7 separate regions of the Mus musculus genome follow, and regions 1, 2, 3, 4, 5 and 7 are each linked to region 6. Evidence: chromatin contacts called from public Hi-C and HiChIP or PLAC-seq data. All regions are on one chromosome and are shown on one strand. The core of a region is the stretch at or near the end of the contact, and the rest is flanking DNA. Distances in the headings are between cores, read along the strand shown. Region 1 holds the start of Hrob (homologous recombination factor with OB-fold). Region 2 holds the start of Atxn7l3 (ataxin 7-like 3). Region 3 holds the start of Ubtf (upstream binding transcription factor, RNA polymerase I). Region 4 holds the start of Fmnl1 (formin-like 1). Region 5 overlaps Nmt1 (N-myristoyltransferase 1). Region 6 holds the start of Ccdc43 (coiled-coil domain containing 43). Region 7 holds the start of Acbd4 (acyl-Coenzyme A binding domain containing 4).

What was found. Hi-C and Micro-C count contacts between places; a contact is called where the count stands out from the background. HiChIP or PLAC-seq counts read pairs in DNA pulled down with a chosen protein or histone mark.
Region 1: an H3K4me3 HiChIP or PLAC-seq map of bone marrow-derived macrophages shows a contact between it and region 6, with 4 times the contacts expected there. The contact joins the promoter of Hrob here to the promoter of Ccdc43 in region 6. A contact is called at or near these places in 1 of 39 promoter capture datasets (hippocampal neurons), 1 of 115 datasets of contacts at active chromatin or transcription factors (bone marrow-derived macrophages) and 1 of 9 other capture datasets (adipose tissue).
Region 2: an HNF4G HiChIP or PLAC-seq map of pancreatic cancer cells shows a contact between it and region 6. The contact joins the promoter of Atxn7l3 here to the promoter of Ccdc43 in region 6. A contact is called at or near these places in 1 of 484 Hi-C or Micro-C datasets (natural killer cells), 10 of 115 datasets of contacts at active chromatin or transcription factors (the SCID.adh cell line, bone marrow-derived macrophages, embryonic forebrain and 5 more) and 1 of 9 other capture datasets (adipose tissue).
Region 3: an H3K4me3 HiChIP or PLAC-seq map of bone marrow-derived macrophages shows a contact between it and region 6, with 2.9 times the contacts expected there. The contact joins the promoter of Ubtf here to the promoter of Ccdc43 in region 6. A contact is called at or near these places in 5 of 39 promoter capture datasets (the HPC-7 cell line, cranial neural crest, hippocampal neurons and 2 more) and 4 of 115 datasets of contacts at active chromatin or transcription factors (bone marrow-derived macrophages, embryonic stem cells and pancreatic cancer cells).
Region 4: a contact with region 6 is called in a FOXA1 HiChIP or PLAC-seq map of pancreatic cancer cells. The contact joins the promoter of Fmnl1 here to the promoter of Ccdc43 in region 6. A contact is called at or near these places in 3 of 115 datasets of contacts at active chromatin or transcription factors (embryonic stem cells and pancreatic cancer cells).
Region 5: a FOXA1 HiChIP or PLAC-seq map of pancreatic cancer cells shows a contact between it and region 6. The contact joins the enhancer-like site here to the promoter of Ccdc43 in region 6. A contact is called at or near these places in 1 of 484 Hi-C or Micro-C datasets (cerebellum), 4 of 115 datasets of contacts at active chromatin or transcription factors (the SCID.adh cell line, embryonic stem cells, pancreatic cancer cells and 1 more) and 2 of 9 other capture datasets (adipose tissue and liver).
Region 7: a Hi-C map of CD8 T cells shows a contact between it and region 6, with 6 times the contacts expected there. The contact joins the promoter of Acbd4 here to the promoter of Ccdc43 in region 6. A contact is called at or near these places in 1 of 484 Hi-C or Micro-C datasets (CD8 T cells) and 4 of 115 datasets of contacts at active chromatin or transcription factors (embryonic stem cells, memory CD8 T cells and pancreatic cancer cells).

What each region holds. Positions count from the first base shown.
Region 1 is chr11:102,247,352-102,250,212 of GRCm38.p6, reverse strand. Hrob (homologous recombination factor with OB-fold) reads right to left here and starts at 1,331. Exons shown (of 10, transcript NM_153544.3): 1 at 1,121-1,331. The coding sequence starts at 1,123.
Region 2 is chr11:102,295,134-102,298,066 of GRCm38.p6, reverse strand. Atxn7l3 (ataxin 7-like 3) reads left to right here and starts at 1,438. Exons shown (of 13, transcript NM_001098837.1): 1 at 1,438-1,664. It overlaps Gm33851 (cyclin-dependent kinase 13-like), which reads right to left and starts at 1,678. Exons shown (of 2, transcript XM_030246466.1): 1 at 890-1,678; 2 at 150-443. The coding sequence starts at 1,302. The coding sequence ends at 371.
Region 3 is chr11:102,317,298-102,320,426 of GRCm38.p6, reverse strand. Ubtf (upstream binding transcription factor, RNA polymerase I) reads left to right here and starts at 1,331. Exons shown (of 21, transcript NM_011551.7): 1 at 1,331-1,579.
Region 4 is chr11:103,169,494-103,172,495 of GRCm38.p6, reverse strand. Fmnl1 (formin-like 1) reads right to left here and starts at 1,358. Exons shown (of 26, transcript NM_001077698.1): 1 at 1,055-1,358. The coding sequence starts at 1,183. Gm51919 (a long non-coding RNA gene) reads left to right here and starts at 1,920. Exons shown (of 3, transcript XR_003949776.1): 1 at 1,920-2,342.
Region 5 is chr11:103,050,154-103,052,981 of GRCm38.p6, reverse strand. It overlaps Nmt1 (N-myristoyltransferase 1), which reads right to left. Exons shown (of 12, transcript NM_008707.4): 4 at 658-776. Among named protein-coding and RNA genes, the nearest start is that of Gm42090, 3.9 kb to the right of the region's middle. Within about 2 kb of position 1,526, at least 174 of the 459 cell types and tissues checked have an H3K27ac peak or open chromatin away from gene starts, as enhancers often do. A contact at or near this core is called in adipose tissue, embryonic stem cells and pancreatic cancer cells, where this site is marked.
Region 6 is chr11:102,696,304-102,699,262 of GRCm38.p6, reverse strand. It overlaps Ccdc43 (coiled-coil domain containing 43), which reads left to right and starts at 1,538. Exons shown (of 5, transcript NM_025918.3): 1 at 1,538-1,752. The coding sequence starts at 1,555. It overlaps Gm34392 (a long non-coding RNA gene), which reads right to left and starts at 1,484. Exons shown (of 2, transcript XR_389053.1): 1 at 1,423-1,484; 2 at 1,049-1,323.
Region 7 is chr11:103,100,213-103,103,139 of GRCm38.p6, reverse strand. It overlaps Acbd4 (acyl-Coenzyme A binding domain containing 4), which reads right to left and starts at 1,452. Exons shown (of 11, transcript NM_025988.2): 1 at 1,352-1,452; 2 at 44-458. Plcd3 (phospholipase C, delta 3) reads left to right here and starts at 1,482. Exons shown (of 15, transcript NM_152813.3): 1 at 1,482-1,760. The coding sequence starts at 1,610.

The DNA of each region.
Region 1 (2,861 bases), core at 82-2,581, 450 kb after region 6:
TCCTAGAAAGGGGAGATAGTAAAAGAGAGGCGACTGCTAAGGGAGACAAAGGCAGGGTCAGCATAAGGGTCTCAAGTAGCCCAAGTTGGCCTCAAGTCATTATTATGTTGATAAAGGTAATTTTCAAATCTTATATAAAAAAAATGATTGATTTAGTGGGGGTGGGGTACACTACTGCATGGGTGTGAAGGTGAAAAGAACTTGAGGGAGTCGGCTTCTTCCACCCTATGGGTCCTAGGGATGTAACTGAGGCATCAGAGACAACCACCTTTTACCTGCTCAGCCACTTCCCCAGCCCCTGACCTTGAACTCCTGACCCTTTCCTTTCCCAAAGGATGGGATTACTTGCCTACACCACCTCTGGAAACAGGCCTGAGTATTCTGCAACAGAATCTCAAAGGTTGGTCCAACACAAGAAAGGACCCTGCCTGAAACCCTTGTTTCTGAGGATCAAGCCAGTGATTTCTTTCTACAGAGGACCAAAGCCAAAGGCAAAGTTGCCAAGAGTGTGGACTGCCCCAGTCTACGGTTCTTCTTCCTGGACAGCAGACTCAGACGAGTGTCACACCCACAGCCTGGGTTTTTGGTGGGGGATTGAGGGCGTGTGGCATGGTAGCTGCTGCCTTTAATTCCCAGAACGCCTAAGGCAGAACTTTGAGTTCGAGGCCAGCCTAATCTACATACTGAGTTACAGGATAGCCAGGGGCAGAAAGCCTGTTTCAAGGACCCACCCTCCTCCCAAAAAAATAAAAACAGAGGAGGAGGCGGAGGAGGAGAGGAAGGGAAGGAGGGAGAGGAGAGTTGAATGTTAGTCACCCCAAGATCACGAGGTTGGGGGCAAAGATTCCAAAAGCCAGTGACGTTTGGGCTCGCAGGGATTGATGACTATTTTTCTGTCTGTCTGTAGGTCTGTATGTCCGGGGGAGGTACCTTTCACAAGGTCTCCTGCGCGTTGCGCGCCCTTCCTACCTAGCCCCCAGGTCTGCAGACTACACTCAGTCTCTACCAGGCAGATCCCGTCCTAGCAGACTAGCGAGCCCGGAGCCCAACCCGGAGTCCGGCTTCCCCGGGGCTGGAACGCCTCCTCCCCAGAGCCCGGGCGGCTTAGACGCGGCATTACCATAACGACAGGCCGTGGGCTCGGGCCGGCGGGTCGGCCCGGCCGTGTCAGACTCAAGGGTTCACCTCCAACTCGACCCAGACGTAGAGTAGGGAACTATGTCCGGTCGCATTCCCAGAGCAAGGTCCAAGAGAAGCGTCTTTAAGACCGCAGCGGAAACTGAGAGAGGGGCGCCTAAGAACGTGCACCCAGAGCGGCTTTCAAAGCCGCCGCCAAAACAATAGCTCCGCCCCCTTAAAGGGAAGGCACCAATTTTTATCCTGCCGACACAAAGTCCTTCTTCCTCGGGCCTTCCGCCGCAGCCTTAAAGGGAAAATCAAAGGTCTCTCGGTCGCCCCCAAGCGGTCCCTCTAGTCCAGCCGGCTGCCACGTTCTGGTTGAAAGGGAGCTTGGAGAAATCTTATACACTTTATTCTCCCTTCTTTTTTTTTTTTTTTTTTTTTTTTTTTTGTTGAGCACACTGGTGATTTGAGAGTGACTTCATCCTCACCAGAACGCAGCCGATCGTGTAGCCCAGGCTGCCCTCTAACTCACTTTGTAGCCGAAAATAACCTTAACTCCATATTGTTCTTCCTCTACCTCCCAAACGCTGGGGTGGCTGGTTTTATGTGGTGCTAGGGATGGAACCGGGGAGGGCGGCGGGGGGGGGGGGGGGGTTCACACTTTGTAGGCCAAGCTGATTGGTAGAGACAGGAAAAGGTAGAGAGCCTCATGCGCCATCATCCTCTGGTGAATGAGGAGGGATTGAACGATTTTGGGCCTTGCACGTGCTAAGCAAATGTTCAACACTAAGCTAATAATACGCCCAGCCCTAAAGAGTTTCTACGACAGAAAAATGTGTGCCTTCTTTGCATGTTAGAAAAATAGGCCTGAAAGCTGGGAGTGCATTCCAATGGTCAACATTGTACTAAGCGTCTTCAAGACTCTGGTCCCAGCTACCATACATACATACACTGCAGAAAAAACGAACAAACAAAAACATAAACAAAATTACTTTGGAGGCCATGCAGGGACTGGAAGGTAAGGCCTGGCTCAAGCATATAAGGCAAGTAAGACTGAATGAAGAGATCCGGGAAAGACAGGGTGTGTCTTTTCCTCAGAGCACAGTAGCCGTCTGAGCCATAGAAATATGACTAAATTGGTGGATTCTTCCTCAGAACAAGGCACATGTGTACAAACACATGATGCTTTGCACATAATTATAGGGGGGTTGTCTTCCTGAAGCCTCTAGTCAAGAACTCAGTCCCAGACAGGTGGTGGTGGCCCACGCCTTTAATCCCAGCACAGAAGGAGGCGGATTTCTGAGTTCAAGGCCAGCCTGGTCTACAGAGTTAGTTCCAGGAGAGCCAGGGGTACACAGAGAAACCCTGTCAAAAAAAAAAAAAAAAAAACCAAAAAAAAAACAAAAAACAAAACAAAAAAAAAACCCTCAGTCCCCTGGAATTCTAGGAAGCAAAATGGTATAGCAGTTAAACTGTAGATGCTGAAGTCTCGATAGCTGGGTCATAGGCTCTCAACTCTACCTCCTCTTTGCTATGTGAGCATGTGAGCTTGGTCAGGGTCATACCTGGAATCACATAGTACTCCAGGACTCTTGGCTGTTATCATTCCAGGTTAAACAAAATTAACAGTGCTGGGACCCTCCCCCTATACTGAGCTTGTCATCCTGCTCTGTCTGAGTCCTCTGATCTGCTTCCAGCCTACATCCCAGAACCCAGGTTTTCCATTTCTGAACTTATTC
Region 2 (2,933 bases), core at 189-2,688, 400 kb after region 6:
CTCTGGTAATGGACAAAAGAGGCGTAAGAAGGTCTTTTGCCTGGTCCACCAAGTTAAATTCAGAACTAACGTGTGGTCTTATCCGCTTCGAAATATCTACCAAGAACCTCCATACATGTTTGCTGAAGAGCGAAGAACCAAAGATGGTCTCAAAGTACGTGATTCCAGAGTTTAATTTTATCTGAAGCTAGAGGCCTGGCACGCAAAAGTCTCGAGGCTGTAGACACGGCCACGTACATGTGAGCGCAGATCTAAACACCTTGGGTGGCTGAGAAAAGGACCTTTCCTCCCGAAGCTAAAGAGGCGAGAGATGGAGGGTAAGGCCACTCCCAGCGGAGCAGCTTTTAGTGTAGGCAGAGTCTGGCCAGTGCTAAGCAGTCTGTCTGAGAGGTGGAGGGTCCAGCGTGGGCTCCGGAAGCAGGAAAGGCGAGCAGGTGTGGGATCTAAATTAGGATAAGGGCGGGAGCGCGCTCGACTCAGAAGGGCGCAGCTTGCACTCCGCAGTGAACCTTCTCCCTTGGGTTCTTTTCGGTTCGGAGGCCTGGGGTGGCTGGTGACCCACTCCGAAACCCAGAGAACGAATGCAGACCAGCCCCTTTTAAGGTTGTTCCTTCCTGAGCGCCTAACTGCACCCCATTTCAAGCCCAGACTCTTCACACAACTGACTGTATGCCTCGCGGTCAAAGTGGGGGAGCGACCGGGGAGCAGAGCAGGGAACCCCGCGGGAAGGGCGGGGATGCCTGGGCCGGAAGGCGTCCCAGGCTCGGCTGGGAGCCGGCGCTCTCTTTCGACGCCACCCCGTTGCCTCCGCCCCCGAGCCGGCCGGGACGGCACCAAGTCTCCGCCCCTGGCGCACCGCGCACCTCACCTTGAACGCTGCCCCACCCACCTCGAGCCTATTGGGCCTCCCGGGCCGAGGACACTCCGCGATTGGCCGGACTCGTCTACGGAGGCCCCACCCATCTCCCCGCCCCAGGTCCCGTCCGCCGGTACTTTGGACGGCGGCGTGGCGCCCCTCCTCCCCTCCCGGTCCCCGCCCCCTGGAGCAAATGCTGCCGAGCTGCGGCCGCGGGGCAGATGCACGCGCTCGGGCCCTTCTAGCAGGCGCGAGCAGTCGCTGGGCGCGCGAAAGCGAAAGGAGGAAGAGGAAGGGAGGGCGAGGGCGGGGTGTTGAGGAGGGGCGGGAGGAGGAAGAGGAGGAGGTTGGAGCGCGCTCGCGCCTGGCCTCGCGCCCGCGCCGAGGGAGGGGGGAGAGGGGCGCGCGCGCGCACGCTCGCGTCCTCGCTCGCTCCATCCATCCATCCTCCGGTCGCGGCACGCGCGCGCGCTCCGGGCTCGCGCCGCACCCCCCGCCCGGGAGAGGCGGGCTGGAGTGGGGGGCGGGGGGAGGGGCGCGCGGACGGCGCGCGGACTGCGCGCGGGCGGGGTGAGGTGAGGAGGAGGAGGCGGCGACGGGACGAGAAGGGAGGGGAAGGGGCCATGGCCGCCCGGTGAGGCGGCGAGGCGGGGGGGCAGCCCGACCCCCCGGCCCCGGGCCCCGGGCCCCGGGGAGAGGCGAGGACGGACCGACGGACATGGGGCTCCGGAGCAGCCGCCGTCGCCGCCGCCGCCGGAGGACGCGGCCCTGAGAGGCCGCCGGGCCCCGGCGCGGCCCCCCGGGCGGGGTGAGTACAGAACAGGGACGGGGGAGGGGCCTGCGGGGGGCGGGGGGCGGGGCCCGAGGCGGGGCTTGGGCCCCCTCCCCCCAGGTCTGGGTCAGCGCCCCTTCCCCTCCCCCAGGGCCGACGCGGAAACGCCCGGCTTTCCCCGGCTTCCCGGCCGGGCCGGGGCCCCCCGGTCTCCCCCTGGCTGGGTCCTCCTTGGGCGGGGCAGGGCCGGCCGGGGAGGGGGCGCGGGGCCTTTGTTAGGGAGCCAGGCCCCAGCCCCCGGGACAATAGAGACACCCTCCCGGAATCCTCTCCCCGGCCCGTCCGGGATCTGGGCAGGCGGCGACCTAGTGGGGTCGGGACGCGTCCCACTCTGCTTACTCTCTGGGGGTCGGTCTGTCCCGGCCCGCCGCCGGCCTATGGGCGGCTCGGCTCTCCTCCCCCCAGTCGGTATGATGCAGCAGCAGTGCCGCAAGGACGGGAGAAGAGCCGCGACACGGCCTGCTCCCCTTCCCAGTGCCCCTGGCTCATTTGTCAGTCCCCACCCCACTCGAGGCCGGCAGCTTCTTAAACTCGTACCCACTCTTCAGTGGGGCCCCGAACTGTGGGCACTGTTTCTGAATCCTACGGTGGGGTTTTTGGACTTTGGGGCTCTTGGAGAGACTTCCGGGCTGGTCCTGAGGGAGGGAGGGTGCGATCTAAAAGAACAGGTAAGGGGAGTGCCCACTCGCGTGCGTACCACGGGGCTCTCCTCTGCTCACGTTCTTGGTGGCTGGAAATGCCCTTTGCCTGTAGGCTTCTCTGGGCTCTGTTCCTCTCGTAGAGTGGCAGGCTTATTTTAAGAGAAGACAGAGTGGGGTGAAGGTTGTAGGGTGTTAGGGCCATTCCTACTTCTGGTAGCAGTACCCCCCCAAGTGGACATCCTGGCTGAAAGCAGAGGTGACTATGACAGCCCTTAGGGAAACGGGGGTTGTCTTGAGGAGTCTGTGCAGTTCTTTGCCACACCCTGTGGGTTTGCTTTGAGGCCTTAGAGTTCCTTCTCCTCCCCCTGCTGCATTGCACCATGGGTATCAAAGAGGGGTTTGAGTTTTGGGTACCTGGGATGAGCTGCTGCCTCCTATAGACCTAGAGTCTGATTGGCAAGGCAGTACAGTTCAGGGCCTGAGCTTAGGCCTGGGAAGGACTAGGCCACCTCTGGTTCTCAGGCCCTGAAGGACCATCTAGACCTAGTGAACGGGGCCTTGGGGAGGGAGACACACTGATGCCAGGATTAAGCCCTGGGCTTGG
Region 3 (3,129 bases), core at 82-2,581, 380 kb after region 6:
AGCGCCCGCGGCCTGCTTTCTCAGGGCTGGCCAAGCCTTTTTGACAAGCTGATTGCGAGAAGGGGATTGGCTGATCCAGGCGTGACGCCGGTAACAACAAAGGTGGAGTTGGAAGAAATTAGATTAAAGGAAAGGAGGAGAAAAAAAAAAAATTAAAGGGGGAGCTTGCAGGCAACTGGAAGCAGAGACCGAGGGGGAGACGCACGAAGCTCCGTTCCCGGTTCCGACTTCCCCCTTCCAGCTCTTTCGCACAAACGCGCTGGGATTTTGCTCTAAACCCCTACCCCGGTCGCGGCCTAGTTACTGAAGCCCAGGGTAAAGGGATGGCCGTTCCGCTGCTTCTTGAAAAACCTCCCCAACTCCCACTGACACCCTACTACGACACAGGGGTGAACTTTTTGTTCTTAACTCCTCGGATCATACGGCCGGTGAAGATGGGGGACATCGAGAACAACCCAAGACTGGCTCTGAAATCCGGAAGGCCCTCGCCGGGCACCGAGACCCAAACGAGGCGGGGTACTTCCCGGGTATTTTCATACGTTGCAAACCTAGGAGGCTTTTTTTTTTCCCTTTTTCTTTTTTGTAACATTCCCCTTCGCCCCCATCCCGCTTTAGCTTCAGGGTTGCAAAAGCAAAGCAATAAAAAAAAAAAAAAAAAGAGAGAGAGAGAAAACCTGCGCACACAGACACACACCAGTGGCGACAGGGGAGAGTTGGAAAAACGCAGGAGAGGAGGAGGCAGGAGACAGCAAGGATGGAGCAATGGGAGAGGGAGCAGGCAGGATCCCTCACAGATCCCCCTCCGGCCTCAAGCTGCCTTGCCCGCCCCGACAGGAGAGCGAGGAGTCGGGCAAGCAGATGGAGTGGAGCTCGCTCTAGGCAGCTGGCTTGGCCGGAGACTGGAGGAGCCGCCAAGCGACCGGCTGATTGGAAGAGAAACGCAGAGCGATGGAGGCGGGGGTAGGAGGACGATTTCTCTGCGGGGACTGGCGGCGGCGTACACGCCCGGGTCGGGCGCTGCAGAGCTTGGCTAGCTTTCAACCCGCGCTCGGCGGCTCCAGCCCCGCGCACCCCCGCCCCCAGCCCTGCCGGAGGCCCCGCAGGTGAGTGGGAGCTGGGAGCCAAAAAAGAGCTAAATGTCGAAAAACATCTGCCTTGGAAAAAAAAAAAAAAGCAAAAAACATTTTTTTTTTTTTTTTTTACTATTCCTTTTTTTAAAATTTCGTGCAGCCCCCGAGCGGTGGGAGGGAAGGGGTGAGGCTGAGCCGCCCGGAGGAGGCGGAGGGGCCAGGCGAGGCCGGGGCGGCCCGGGAGGCGGCGGCGCCAAGGCGGCTCTGACGGGCGAGCGCTCGGAGCGGCGCTGCGCTGCGCTGCGCCGAGGCGGGCGGGCGGGCGGGCGGAGCGGGGCGGGCGGAGCGCGGCGCGTGGGGCTCGCCATTAGCCGTCGCTCCGCTTCGCCATCTCGGGCTTTGTCTGGAGACTCGCTGCCCGGGCGCCGGCAGCTGCGGAGCTGCGGCTCGGCTCTTCCGCTTGCCGTGCTGCCTGGCGCCCCCGGCCCTCACTAGCACCCACTTGCTCGGTAAGTAAGCCTCGGTGCCGCGGATTTCGGGGGAAAGGGGTTGCTCTCTGGCGGCGCCAATCTCCGTCCTCCACGCGCCCGGGAAGGCCTGGATAGCCATGCCGGGCTGGATTGAACCGGCTCCCAGAGTGACTCTTCCGCTGGGGTCGGCAGCTCCTGGCCGATTCCCGGGTGTGAGGAGGGACGGGAGAGGTTTTTGTTGTTTAGGGGACTAAGAATATATATTTTAAGTTTCACGGGTGTTCTGCGGAGCATAAGGGAACCGAGAGGTAGGCGCCGAAACCTCGCACCGCGATCCGGGAGCGTGAGTCCCAAGCCGGTAGCCACGCTCCGGGGACCAGGGTGGTCGCTAGCCCGCTCCCGGAGGCGGGAGAGAGGAGCAGATGAGGACTAGGCCGGGAAACCGAGCTTAAGCTGGGAGAGCCTGGAAGAGAGCTCCAGAGCAGGGTTGCCGGCACCCGCGAGGCTCGCCGGCCACCCTCTCCACCGCCGCACCTCGGCCCTCCCTTCCTCCCGCGCCGGCCAAGCCTGCTAGTTCCCCCGCGGGGCTGGCGAGGTCGCTTTAGCCGCCCGCTTGCTCGCCCGCCTCGGCTCGCAGCCCCGCCGCCATCCGGGCGGCTGCGTGTCTTCCCTGTCCCGGCCCCCCCCTTCCCCGGCGGCAGCAACAGCAGCAGCCGCCGCCGCCACTACCACCACCCCCCTCCCCTCCTTCCTTGCCTCCGCCTCGGCCGCCCGGGTCCCCCCAGCGCCCGCCCCTCCTCCCAGCTGCCCCCCGCGGAGCCCGCCCGGGCAGGCTGTGGGAGGGAGCGGAGCCGGCGAGGCGGGCGGGCTGGCGCTCGCTCCCCGGGGGTCGGTGTGCGCTCTACGGGGAAGGACGCGCTCGCTGCCCCGCTTCTCCCGCCCCCCCTCCCGCTCCTCCTCCTCCCTTCTCCCTCCTCCCCGCTCCGGCGGCGGAGGCTGCTGCGGCGGCGGGGGGTGTGCGAGCTGAGGCCGGGGCCGGCGGGCGGGCGGGCGGGCTGCCTGCAGGCGGAGGGCGCTGTGCTTTGTGCTTTTCGCCGCGAGGAGCAGCAGGCAGCAGCCACAGCCGCCGCCGCCACAGCAGCAGCAGCAGCCGCCGCCCCAGCGCCGCCGCCGCGCCCGGAGGAGGAGCCGCTGCCGCCGCGGGAGGGAGTTGCGGCTGTGCCCGGCCGAGCGGGGGAGGGCGCCGCGCTCAGAGCCGAGAAGGGAGCCGCCGGAGCGGGGAGCTCAGAGGCCGCGCTGCGCCGGGTAACCGAGGCGGCGGAGGACGTGCGCCGGGGCCGGGGCTAGGGAGCGAGCCGCGGCTGCGGTAGACGCCGAGTGGCGATACCGGGAGAACTGTAGACAAGATGATCAGGGAACGGGGAAGGGCGCCGTGAGCCGGGGGTAGGAAGGGCAGGAAGCGAGGCCCAAGTGAGGCCCCGGGTGGAGGAGCCCGCGTTTCTCCGGCCGACAGGCGCAGTTCTCGCCGGCCGCCGGAGGGGGCGGCGGGGCCGGTGAGCGAAGCGCCCCCGCCTCGCGGCCGCCGTCCT
Region 4 (3,002 bases), core at 109-2,608, 470 kb before region 6:
CCTCTGGACTCCCATCCTCAGACCTGCAACATCAGCCTACTGAGACTGGAAAATGCCTCTAGGAAACAGCCCAGCCTTCCCCACTGTCACCCGGTGTCCAGCCAGGGATGCCTAACAGGGATGCCACTGGGCAGCCACCTACAGAAGACAGCAGGAAAGAGTGCTGGGGTGAAGAGGAGGAAGTGAAAAAGACTGGCCTTTCCCCTCCCCTACTTCTGCCTCCCAATGCCTGCACAGCCCACCCTATCAGAAACACTTTGAACCACTTAACTCCATGCTCAGAGTTGATGAGTTGATGGCTCCCTCCCAGAGGCCCAGACTTCAGCTGCTACTCCATCCTAACCCACCCTTGCCTGCCCCAGTTTCCCAAGCAAGTGACAGCCAAGAGGGAGGGGAGCCTTCCAGATTTCTGTTCCACTCCAAGCCAGAATGACCAGCCTATCCTGGCCCCACCCTTCCTAAGCTTACTCCTTTCAGTGGTTGGGGGTGGTCCATGATGAGGGAATGACTGCAAACACCCATTCCGGGACATGGTGGGGGTGATAAATACAAGTGGAGGGTCTAAGAGTCCAACTCCTACGCCAGACACCAGAACAACCCAGGACTGAAGGCTCCACTAGGTCTACAGCTTCCAGAAGGTTAAATTATAACCCCTTTCCTCTTTGACCCTGAGACGCAGAAGGGCAAAGCGCTCCAGACTTGCACCCAGCCGCTGGGCCTGCGTGCAGTGGAAAAGTGGGCGCCAGCCCCCTCCCACCTGGGGCGCGTTTGGAACTCAACCTTATGAGACATTTTTGACACCTTTAGAACTAGGAGCATAGGAAGGGGGTCGATGGGGGGGTCTCTTAAGAAAGCTTCCTGGAGGGGGCTAAAGAAAGTTTCTTGGGGGGGGGGGTGCCAAGTCACTCTGAAAGATGACAGTGTTACTCCTACCCCTCTGGAGGGACAGCAGGTGGACCAGGGATCTCCAAGCCGCACCTGAGTCCCAAGAGGCGGGGACGCATGCGGAGCCCCTGTCATCCCTGGCTCCTGGTGCGCATCAGGTCACACTCACCAAGACCCGCGTGAACCTCTCCTCCAGCTCCCCGGCCGCCGGCATTGGTTGCTTGGGGACGGCTGGCTGCTTCGGGGGCGACGCGGTGGGGCCCGCGGGCTGTTCGGCGCTGCCAGCCGCGTTGCCCATGGTGGTCCCCACCCAGCCGGCCAGGCGCCTCCAGCCTCGGAGATCCAGTTTTCCCTGGGGGTCGCGGACTAGGCTCCGGGAGCCTGGAAGCGAAGGGCAGCGCTGTGTGGCGAGGCTTGGCTAGGTGGCTCTCGGCTCAGCGGCGTGCAGGGGCCGGGGCGCGGCGTCCCATCGCGGCGGCCCCGTCCGAGGGAGCGGGCGGCGACCGAGGCTCGGGGAGGAAGTAGGGTTGCAGGCGGCCGGGGCCAGAGGGCTGGGCCGGGGGCAGGAAGCTGCGGCGCGGGCTCCCCCCTCGGCGATTTTCGAACTTCTGCTGCCGCTCCCGGTGCGCGCAAACCGCAGTTCTCCGCCGCGCACCCGGCCCCAGGGGGGCGGGCTGCAGGGAGGGGGCGGGCGCGGGCGACGGCCGGGGGTCCTCCGCAGCCATGGCGCGCCGGCTGGGGGCTGCCGAGCAGTGCACCTGCGGCGGAGGGGGCGGCCGCCGATGCACCTGCCCGAGCCGGAGCCGACCCAGGCGAGGCCGAGAACACAGCGGCGCGCTCGCCCGGCGCCTCCGGGTCCTAGAACCGCAGCTCTCCACCCTAAGCCCGGCAGTAGGGGGGTCCCTAGGCCCGAGCCTGGAGGAGGCAGACCCCCGGGCGGAAGATTGTCCAACCAATCCGCGCGCGCCTTAGAAACCTAAGGTGGCGCTGAGGTGCGGTTGGTGGGCGTAATTGCTGCTGGGGGTCCCCCTTTGGGGTCCCCAACTAAGAAGATGGGAACCCCCTTCCAGGCCCCCCACCTCTGTGTCTCTCCTCCGTTGGGCCCAGAGATGATCTGAGGACCAGAGGGAATTATCTGCAAACAGGTTGGAGGACAATGACATAGGTCAATTGAGACCTGACCAGATGTGACTGTGCCAGCATCTTCAGCAGTTTTAGACTGGGGGCACTCGTGGAAAAATGAGGTTGGCGAACCTGGAGATCACTGTGGTGGTGCCAAGGAGAAGTAGGGCACTAAGAAGGGTTAAAGGCAGCTGCTAGGCTGGGGGAGGAACAGGCACCTCAGATGGGTGGAAAATCTTGACACTGTCACCATGAGGGACCTAGGCTGGCTGAAGAATGACAATCTTGGCTATCTGATAGTTACAGAAAGATTTCTGTGATAGTGACCAGCAAAGGTAGGTATGGATGTCCTTGTTTCTGTAACGGTAACAAGGGGCCTTTCCGTAGCTGTAGCAAGGGGTCTTGTCCAAGGCCACACAGATAATTAGGGCAGAAACGAGCCTCTCTGTTCATATCCAAAAATCTATAGCCTCGGACTCTTCTTATTTAGGGTAGGAGAGTGGAGAAGGGGTAGGCCTTCATAACCGGGGCTCGAACTCCATCCTGAATTAACACCTCTAATTCTCCCACTTAATCTGTGGGGCTCTTGAGTCAGCCCCTCCCTGTTCTGCCAGTCCATGGGGTGAGGTGCCCTACACTGAGGGAGCCTTGAACTTTCTCTGTGCCAGCCCAGGGGCTCTAAATGGCTACTCTAGGTCATTCCCACCTCTCTAGTTCATACTCAAAGCCACTGACAAAGGATTCAGCAGGAACTGGGAAATTAATTATCTAATTATGAGGAAAACCAGACACAAACCTGCACGCTCCCCAGCTTGACCTGATTAAAGCCTTCCTCCTGCCAAGTTCACCATCGCCCCTGTCACCATGGGAGAGATAGTCTCATTTCATGTCCTGAGCAAGGACTTCCAGGGTGGGTGGAAACAGGGTCTCCTGGAGCCTATAGGAAGGGTACCTGCCCTATGCCTACCTCCATCTTCCTTAGCCTTGACCTTGGG
Region 5 (2,828 bases), core at 277-2,776, 350 kb before region 6:
AACCCTTTCCTCCCCAGGTTGCTTTTGTTCACGGTGTTTTATTACAGTAACAAAAGTCCTGAATAGGACAGTCACATACCCACATGCAAGCTCACCTTAAATCACTAGTAAATATAACAACAATAAAGAGGCAGCTACTGGGGTTGAAGCTCACTGTTTAGAGTGCTTTCTCAAGACATGAACCATTATTAAAAATGCACAAGGTGCTGGGTCGCCACTGAGGAAAGGCGTGGAGGGCAGGACCCTCAGCAGCCCAGGTCACAAGTCAAGCAAGGTACGGACAAGAAGCCAGGCAGTGTGTCAAATGCCTCTAATCCAGCATTTAGGAGGGAGAGGCAGGTGGTCTCTGTGTTCGAGGCCAGCCTAGTCTACATAGTGAGTTCCAGGATAGCCAGTTACGTAAGAGAGAGACAACTTGCCCCCAATACAAAACAAAATAAAAGAAAACCAATGACAAGCAAAATAAATAAACAAAATAAGAAAAAAAAATAAGGTTCCACAATAGGAACTTCAGAAGTCAACTTTCACCCTTACACCTATGACATGCTCTTACTGTAGAGTCTGGGCATGCCCAGGAAGTACTGGATGGGGTTTGTTCAGCTCTCTGAGGCTCATCTCCTAAGAGTCCTGTCCCACCCACAAGCCAGGCCTACTCACCACACCACGGTCTCCCAGATCCAAGGCATCCCAGGTGAAGCCCTGGGGCAGGGTGTAGGGCTCCTGGCGAATGTTGTCTTTGTCAGGTTCGACTGGACCATGGGTGTTTACCACTTCACCTAGAAGAAGAGCACAGCAAGTCTATTGTCTGCCCACAGCGTGCGTGAAGGGGCTCACTGAACACACTCACTGGAAGGCTATCGAGGAGGTTCAGGTGGTAGAGTGGCTGCTTTGCCTGTGTGTGTCATACCTAGTACTACATAACCCAGCAGAGTGGTACAAGCCTCTAACTCCAACACTCAGGAGAGGCAGAGGGACCAGAGCTTTCAAAGTTACCTTCCACTGCACAGTGAGTGTAAGGCCAGTCTGGGCAACACAGATCCTGTCCCAGAAAGAAACAATTATATCAGAGTAAATTCCTCCGGTCCCTAGGAGCCCTGCAGCTGACGAACACTCTACGCTCTGTAACTGCAATCTCTCTCCAGTCTTTGGTCCCTAGTAAGGGCGAGCGCACAGCAAAACCTCAGAGTAATCTCTAGGATCCAAGGTGCCTCATCTTTGGAAATCCTTTAACTCTCGGGCAGGCTCCTGAATGACAAACACCCATCACAGCTAATTTAGCTTCCGGTCTCCTGGTTGGTGTAGGGTGTCGTCATGTTCCAGCCCAGACACTCTTCCCTGACTAGAGATCTGTAAGGTTGCATAAGCCTGCCTCTGTGTCAAGACCAACAACAGTGCACTGGCCTCACTCCTCAGTCAGATGATTGCTCTAGCAGCCAGGGTCTCTCAGCCTTCCAGCGTCAGCCTCTAGGCCTGTGGGCCAGCTAACTGCCAGGTCGGGGCATCAGAGCTCTGAGCCCTCCAGATGCCTTTGGGTTGACTCACCCTCCTGCATGATGCAGCCGGGAAGTCTCCCTCTCACCCAACCCTCCTCTGTGGGGAGCTCGGAAGCCGAGATGAAGGCAGGAACTGAAACCAGACGGGGCTGGAGAGGAAAGCCAGACACGCAAGCTCTCCCTCTTAATAGGTTTTGTTTATTTTGGTTTGCCCATCTTTTTTTTTTTTAAAGATTTATTTATTATTATATGTAAGTACACTGTAGCTGTCTTCAGACACACCAGAAGAGGGAGTCAGATCTTGTTACGGATGGTTGTGAGCCACCATGTAGTTGCTGGGATTTGAACTCTGGACCTTCGGAAGAGCATTCGGTGCTTTTACCCACTGAGCCATCTCACCAGCCCTGCCCATCTTTTTTTTTTTTTTAAAAACAGGAGAATACTAAGTAGCTAAGGCTGGCCTTGTGCTCATGGCACTCCTCCTGTCTCAGCTTCCCAATGCTGCATTACAGGTATGTAGCCCTCCAAGTACTTTTAAGCAACTTCCAATTGTCCTCAGACATTTAACTTCTGTGTTGGAGGGGGCACACTCAGTAGAACAGCCTCGCACTCGTGAGGTGGAAGGCAGGTTCTGAGCCTTAGTGGGACGGGACTGAGGGGAGAGAGAGCCTCTCCACAACAGGATAAGGAAAGAGGGCAGCTAGACAGAATAGATCTGAAGAGAGGCTGAAGGTTTGCTCAGGTCACATAACAGTCACACAGACCGAAGCTTCTGACACTGAATTGTAACCTCGGGTATGTAAGTCAAAGTGTGGGGGTGTCAGGAAAATTCAGCAATAGTAAAACCAAACACAAACTGAAAATTAAATATGTACGGAATCTGAGGTAGTTCAGGCAGTGTCACGTGACCTCACACGGGCACGCTGTACTCACTGTGAGTGCCAACATGCGATGAAACATCAAGGAACCTGCCTTAGATCCCTACTTGGATGGTGACTGGAAGACAGCTCGGTGGCTAAGAGCAGGGCTGTTCTTCAGTTCCCTTCAGTTGCCAGCACCCATGCCAGCTGGCTCATAACTGACCTGCAAGGCCGGCTCCAGGGGATGTGGTGCACGGTGCGGTGCCCTCTGCTAGCCTCTGAGGGAAAACACACACCTAACACAAGCAGGCACAGTCACAGAAACGTGTTTGCCTGCATATGCCCCATGTCTGGTGCCCATGGAGGTCAGCTGCAGGGGTCAGAGCCCTGGGACCGGAGTTATGGATGGATGGTTGCCAGCCACCACCTAGTGCTGGGAACTGCGCCCGGTCCTTCCACCAGAACAAGTGTTCTT
Region 6 (2,959 bases), core at 289-2,788:
CCTTCTGGTCTCCCTAAGGGCATCAGGCACATCGGTATACAAACAAACATGCAGGCAAAACACCCATACACTTAGAATTATGTCACTAAAGTGTCGTTATTTCTATTATTTCTTTAAATACCTATTCCCATTGGACTGTTTGGTCCCATAGGGAACACAGATCTTTGAGCCACTCATCTTTGAATTGTCAGTCTGTAACAGTGTTGTGGTGAATGTATTCAGTAAGTATCCAGTGAAGCAAGCAGTCAGAGTAAAGGCCCCTGCACAGCCTCCTCCTCCTCCTCCTCTGTAGTTTGAGTCTAGCCCACCTCAGGCCAGAGCTGGCATTCTGCTGGTAGAGTTCTGTCCCCTCTTAGGTTCTCTCTCATGGTGTGTCATTTCCTTACCCATATATATATATGTCATTGATGTTTTGCCTGCATGTTTGTCTGTGTGAGGGTGCCAGATCCCCTGAACTGGGTCCCTGGAAGAGCAGCCAGTGCTCTTATCAGCTGAGCCATCGCTCCAGTTTCCTTATCTTTTAATCGAACATAAAGGCATCTCCTCGCTGGGTTGTTGGGAAGATGGCAACAGATACTTCATGGGAACCTCTTAGCACCGTCCCTGGCAGAGGACAGAACTTGTTTCTTGGGTTGGCTGTCATGTGTCTACAGTCATTTGGGAAGAGGGGAATTTAGAGAACGACCTCCTATAAGATTGGCCTGTGGGACATTGTCTTGATTAGTGATTGTTGTGGGAGAGCCCAACTTATTGTGGCTGGTGCCACCCCTGGGCAGGTGTCTCCTAGATGGTGGAAGAAAGCAATCTGAGCAAGGCAAGAGGAGCAAGCCATTAAACAGCAATCTTCCAAGGCTCCTGCTTCCAGGTTCGAGCCTTGAGTTCCTGTGACTTCCCCTTAGTAATGGGGCGTGACCTGAGAGTGGAAGCTGAAATAAACCTTTTCTCTCCTAGTTGCTTTGGCCATGGTGTCTTATCTCAACAGAAACTCTAAGACAGTCCTCAAAGGTATACCTGTGGAAACACGGAAGCAATAATTAAAAGCAATGACTCCGAGGCTGCATGTTTAACTGTTGAGAACCTGCTATGTGTCTCTGTACAGAAATGAGTCAGAGAACGTTTTCTGAAATTTGGGTTTTCAGGGAAGGCGGCTTGGAATGGCAGTGAAGGTGGTATTCCGGAACACAAGACTCAGTGGGGCATCCTGGCTTCACATTCCACAAGAACCTGCCGGGCGCAGAGCAGAACTGCTGGAATCCGTGGTGAGCAGTCCTCTGAGCTCTCTGTCACGTGTCTGACAATGACACTGAATCCGATCGTTGCCAACTATAACGAACCGGTTCAAAACTCACCTGCCGGTGTTCCTGGGTGCCCATGCGACCACGCTTACACCGAGAAGCGCTAGCTGCGAGGACATAAAGATACCTCAAACCGCGGATCACAGCCCGGCGCGCAGGGGTGGAGGATCCCTCTCCGGGCATGCGCGCTGGCCCAGTGGCGCGGCCCGACAGGCACTGCGGTAGGCACCCTCGGGTCCGGCAGGACCCTGTCCCCAGCATGGCGGCGCCCAGCGAAGTGGCCGCGGCAGTCCTCGGTGAAGGCGATGGCGGGGCTTTTGGATCCTGGCTTGACGGACGGTTGGAGGCGCTGGGAGTGGACCGAGCCGTTTACGCCGCTTACATCCTTGGCGTCCTACAGGAGGAGGAGGAGGAAGAGAAGCTGGACGCCCTGCAGGGTATCCTCTCTGCTTTCCTGGTGAGTAGAGTAGTCGGGACACATCCTATCAACCTCACGGAGAAATCTGGGAACCTCTTTCGTTACTTCACATCTCTCTTTCCTTTTGCTGTCACGAAGGCTTAGTGGTTTTACCGGAAAGAAGCATAACTGAGGGAGAAGTGGGCTGCTGCTCCCTCGCCAGATTTTGGGTTGCAGGTGTACAGAGAGGATGGGATCCCCATATTCCGGGCAACAAGGCTCCCTGGGTGCCTTTGGATGTGCTAGAGAGTATCCTGAAGCCATTAAGATGTGTAAATGGCAGTTCGATCATAAACGTCTAATAGTTCCATTTCTATGGTTTGCGATGTTTAGAGTGGGGAGTAAAATGTTTTTGAGATGTCTGCCCATTAGCGGGTAGTCTCAGGGCTGTCCCATGACAAAAGCCTGTGGGAAGTTCCCTTTTGGCTCCAATTTCAGTAGAGTCCTCAATTGGTAAGGTAATGGAGATCTTTTCACGATAAGCAACCTTGGGAAATTCAGTAATTATTAATGTGTGTTGGGTGGGGCGGTACCCTGTGATGAAGACAAACTGGAAACAGATAAGGTATTTGTATGGAATGGTGGCTGGTGCACATCTTTAGTCCTAGCACTCAGGAGGCTGATCTCTGTGATTTTCAAGGCCATCGTGGTCTACACAGAGAAACCCTTTTTTGTTGAAAAAACAAAACAACCAAAAAGAAGCAGGTTCGTGGGTGGGGCACAAACCTTTAATCCCAGCTCTCAGGAGGCAGAGACTGGCCTTTGTGGTCTACGCAGTGAGTTCCTGGACAGCCGGGGCACAGAGAAACCCTGTCTCAAATACTCAAATGCAGATTCGTCACAGTATGCTGTGATGTGATGCGTGATTATAATCCCAGCCCTGCAGAGGTCAGCAAGTGGGTGGCCAACTTTGGGCTTGCCAAGTGAGACCCTGGCAAACCAGACCAAGGAGACTCACTAATTTAGAAATTTGTAATTTAAAGCTGTATTTATGTATCAGAGGCGATCAAGACACCCACTTTTCTAATCTGATATTTGTGCGGTGTTCATCCCTCCCCGTTCCACTCCCAACAGAAACAGTTAGATTATATGCATAGATTAGATTCCCTACCTCTCTTGCCCTGAGATTGTCCTGTAGAGACTTCCTTTTTAATATAATTGAGTTGGGGGCTGGAAAGATGGCTCAGTAGTTGAGAGCACTTGTTGC
Region 7 (2,927 bases), core at 203-2,702, 400 kb before region 6:
GCGCCCACTGCCAGGACACCAGGGTCCTCTTCTCATCACTCACCAGAGGCTTCCGATTGACCTCTTGTTCCAGAGGGGCAGGGATAGGGCGGGATACAGAGCTAGGAGAAAAGCCAACCAGAGGCACCGTTTCGTATTGGTCTTTTATACCCTAACCAGTAAGGAAGGCTCTTTCAAGATTATGCAAATAATGCTATCCTGCCTCGCCCAGCCAGGCGGGGCTAATTTATGGGTGGCACTCCGCACCGCGCGACAGCCCGAGGCGGGCTGCAGCGCCTCCCGGTGGACACACTGATGGTCGCAGAGTCCTCGCGCCCCCTGGTGGAAACCCACGGGAGTGGGTTGATTGATGCGGGCTCCGCCTGTCCGAGGCACCTCGACTCAGCTCTTGGAACACGTCTACGCTGGCAATAGAGGAGAGTCCTGGAGCCCGGCGTTCCGCAGAAAGGACACTGGAGCTGAGTTTTGGAAAAAGTAAGAGTGAACCAGAAAAATAACAACAAAAAAAAGGAACACTCCTGGAAGGAATCAAGAGATCAAGCAGAGGCGAAGGTTTGACAAATAGTAAGCAAATTTAAGATCGCAGTGGTGATGGGGACTTAAGCTAGTATGAAGAATTGTCGGGACTTGGATAAATGAGGAAAGAATACAGCGGGACAAGTAGATGGAGATTCTAGGACCCGAAACTCGCTACTTTTAGCGTGGGAAGCCTGGCTGTAGGTCGCGTCCAAGTGACAATATTCGACCAGCTCGCTGCCCCTATCCAAAGCTCGTGCTTGAAAGCCACATGCACACTCCACCCTTTCGCATTCACAAGGGTACGTCTAACACTACACCGGCACCCGTACAAGGAGGTTTTCCTTGGCTGACGTCATCAACACCTTGGCAGAGTGTTGTGCAGATCCCTTGACCAAGGATGGAGTGTCGCTCTGGGGTACCAAGCTTCTGGAACTCTAAACTTAGTCTCATCTTAGTCTTCAGATCGGTTGGCCGCAAGGCATCCACCTTTGAGGACTGGCTATTGGCCCCGAGCCCGGAGATTAATTCATGACGTCACTGCCCGAGCCTCTCGTCCCCATTCCTGCGCAGCTCTGCTTCAGAATTCTATGGGTTTCCTCCGTACTAGGACCCTGTGGCCCGGGACGATCTCCTATAGATCTGTCCCTTGTCTGGCTCCCTAAGGGACCCGGCTAAGGTGGATGGACTAGGGTCCTGAGTTCCCAGAAAAAATGTGTCTGCGCCGGAGGACAAACCTATCCCTCCGGGAAATTCAATTCCCTTCAACAGGGACTCTGGCCAATGGTAGAAAGGAGATCCGGGGACCTCTAAGGAAATGGAAAGACCGACTCACTAGTAGGGGCGAACGCGTAGACACCAGGGCGCGCAGCTCCAGGCCTGGGGTCCCGCAGGCGCCTCGCACCGCCTAAGTTCGGCCTCGCTCCGCCCACCTCCACCTCGTCCCTCCCTCTCTCCCTCCTCCCGAGGTCTCCTCCTCCTGACTCCTAGGGCGCCGCTAAGTTTCTTAGCTCCGGACCGCGCCGCGGGCTGTGTTCCCGTTGCCCGGTTCTCACGCACAGATCCCGGGCCTGGCCCTGGGCCCTTCGAGACCATGCTGTGCGGTGGCTGGAAAAGGAGTCGCCGCTCGCCGGAGGAATCCCGGGTGTCCGCCCAGGTCGCAGCGCCCCTCGCGTTCCCGCCCTCGCCCGCGTCGTCGGACAGCAGCACCAAAAGGCCTGGGCTACGGGCACTGAAGAAGATGGGTCAGTGACACACAAGGATGGGTCCGGGTGGGCGCGCACTGTCTCTAGGGACAACCTGGACGGAGCGGGGTGTACGGGCCACCTGGTTTGCCAGGGTGCTTGGAATTGGGGAGGATCTGACCAGGAGCACCAGCACTGTTCCAGTTGGGGTTCACACCTGGGGTCATCAGACTTCCAGGCTGTTTTAGAAGGCTTGGATGCCCCCGGTGCATTCTCACCGGGAGGCGCTCGCGGGGCCGTGCTGGGGTGAGAATTTGGGACTCGGGGCATGGATAGGGTTGCTGGAGAGTGAGGAGAATGGACTGAGAGATAAAGCTTGGAGTTAGGTTGGGGATGTAGCTCAATCGGTAGAGCTCTTAGCTCTGGGTTAGATCCCCAGTATCACAACGACTTACTGTTGTTAATCTCCCAGCACTGGCGAGGTGTCAGTAGGAGGATCAGGAGTTCAAGGTCATTCTCTGCTACAAAGTAAAGTGTGTGTGTGTGTGTGTGTGTGTGTGTGTATGAGTCTGGGGTCTATGAGACTCTGTTTCAAAAAAAAAAAAAAAAATACAATGCCAGGCAGTGGTGGCGCGCGCCTTTAATCCCAGCACTCGGGAGGCAGAGGCACGCGCACGCGGAGGTACGTACATTCATCTCCCAAGTGCTACTTGAGGTCTGTGGGCATCTTACAGCACCTGCTGTTCTTGATCCTGAGGGGCTGTTTACAGATGGCCTCTGCGAGATTCTAGACACCCAAGCCAGCCCTGTAACCCTCAGGTCTTCTCTGCCAGCAGTAACAAAGCCCTGGCAAGACCCGGGGCAATGGTGCGAAACAGTCCAGCTTCCTATTTCAGAGGTGAGAGGGAAGTCACTAGTCTTCAAGGAGCCCTCGAGTCGGCTCAATACCGCTGTGGTTTGCAGGTGTGGTGCTAAGCTCACCTTCCTGAGGTAGGTGTCCTGCACCCCATTTCACAGAGGAGGAAACTGACTCAGACATCAAAGAATCTAGTCGGGGCCACTCAGACTGTGTGCCATCCCAACCTACACGCTCAGAGTCTCGGCAAAATGGGACTCCCTGGGCTTGAACAAGGAGCATTTTATAAACTGTGAAGTGCAGGAAACTGAAGTGGTTTCTCAGGACTGTCAACCTGGTGACAGAACTCAGGGGTCCCAGATGCCAGCCTC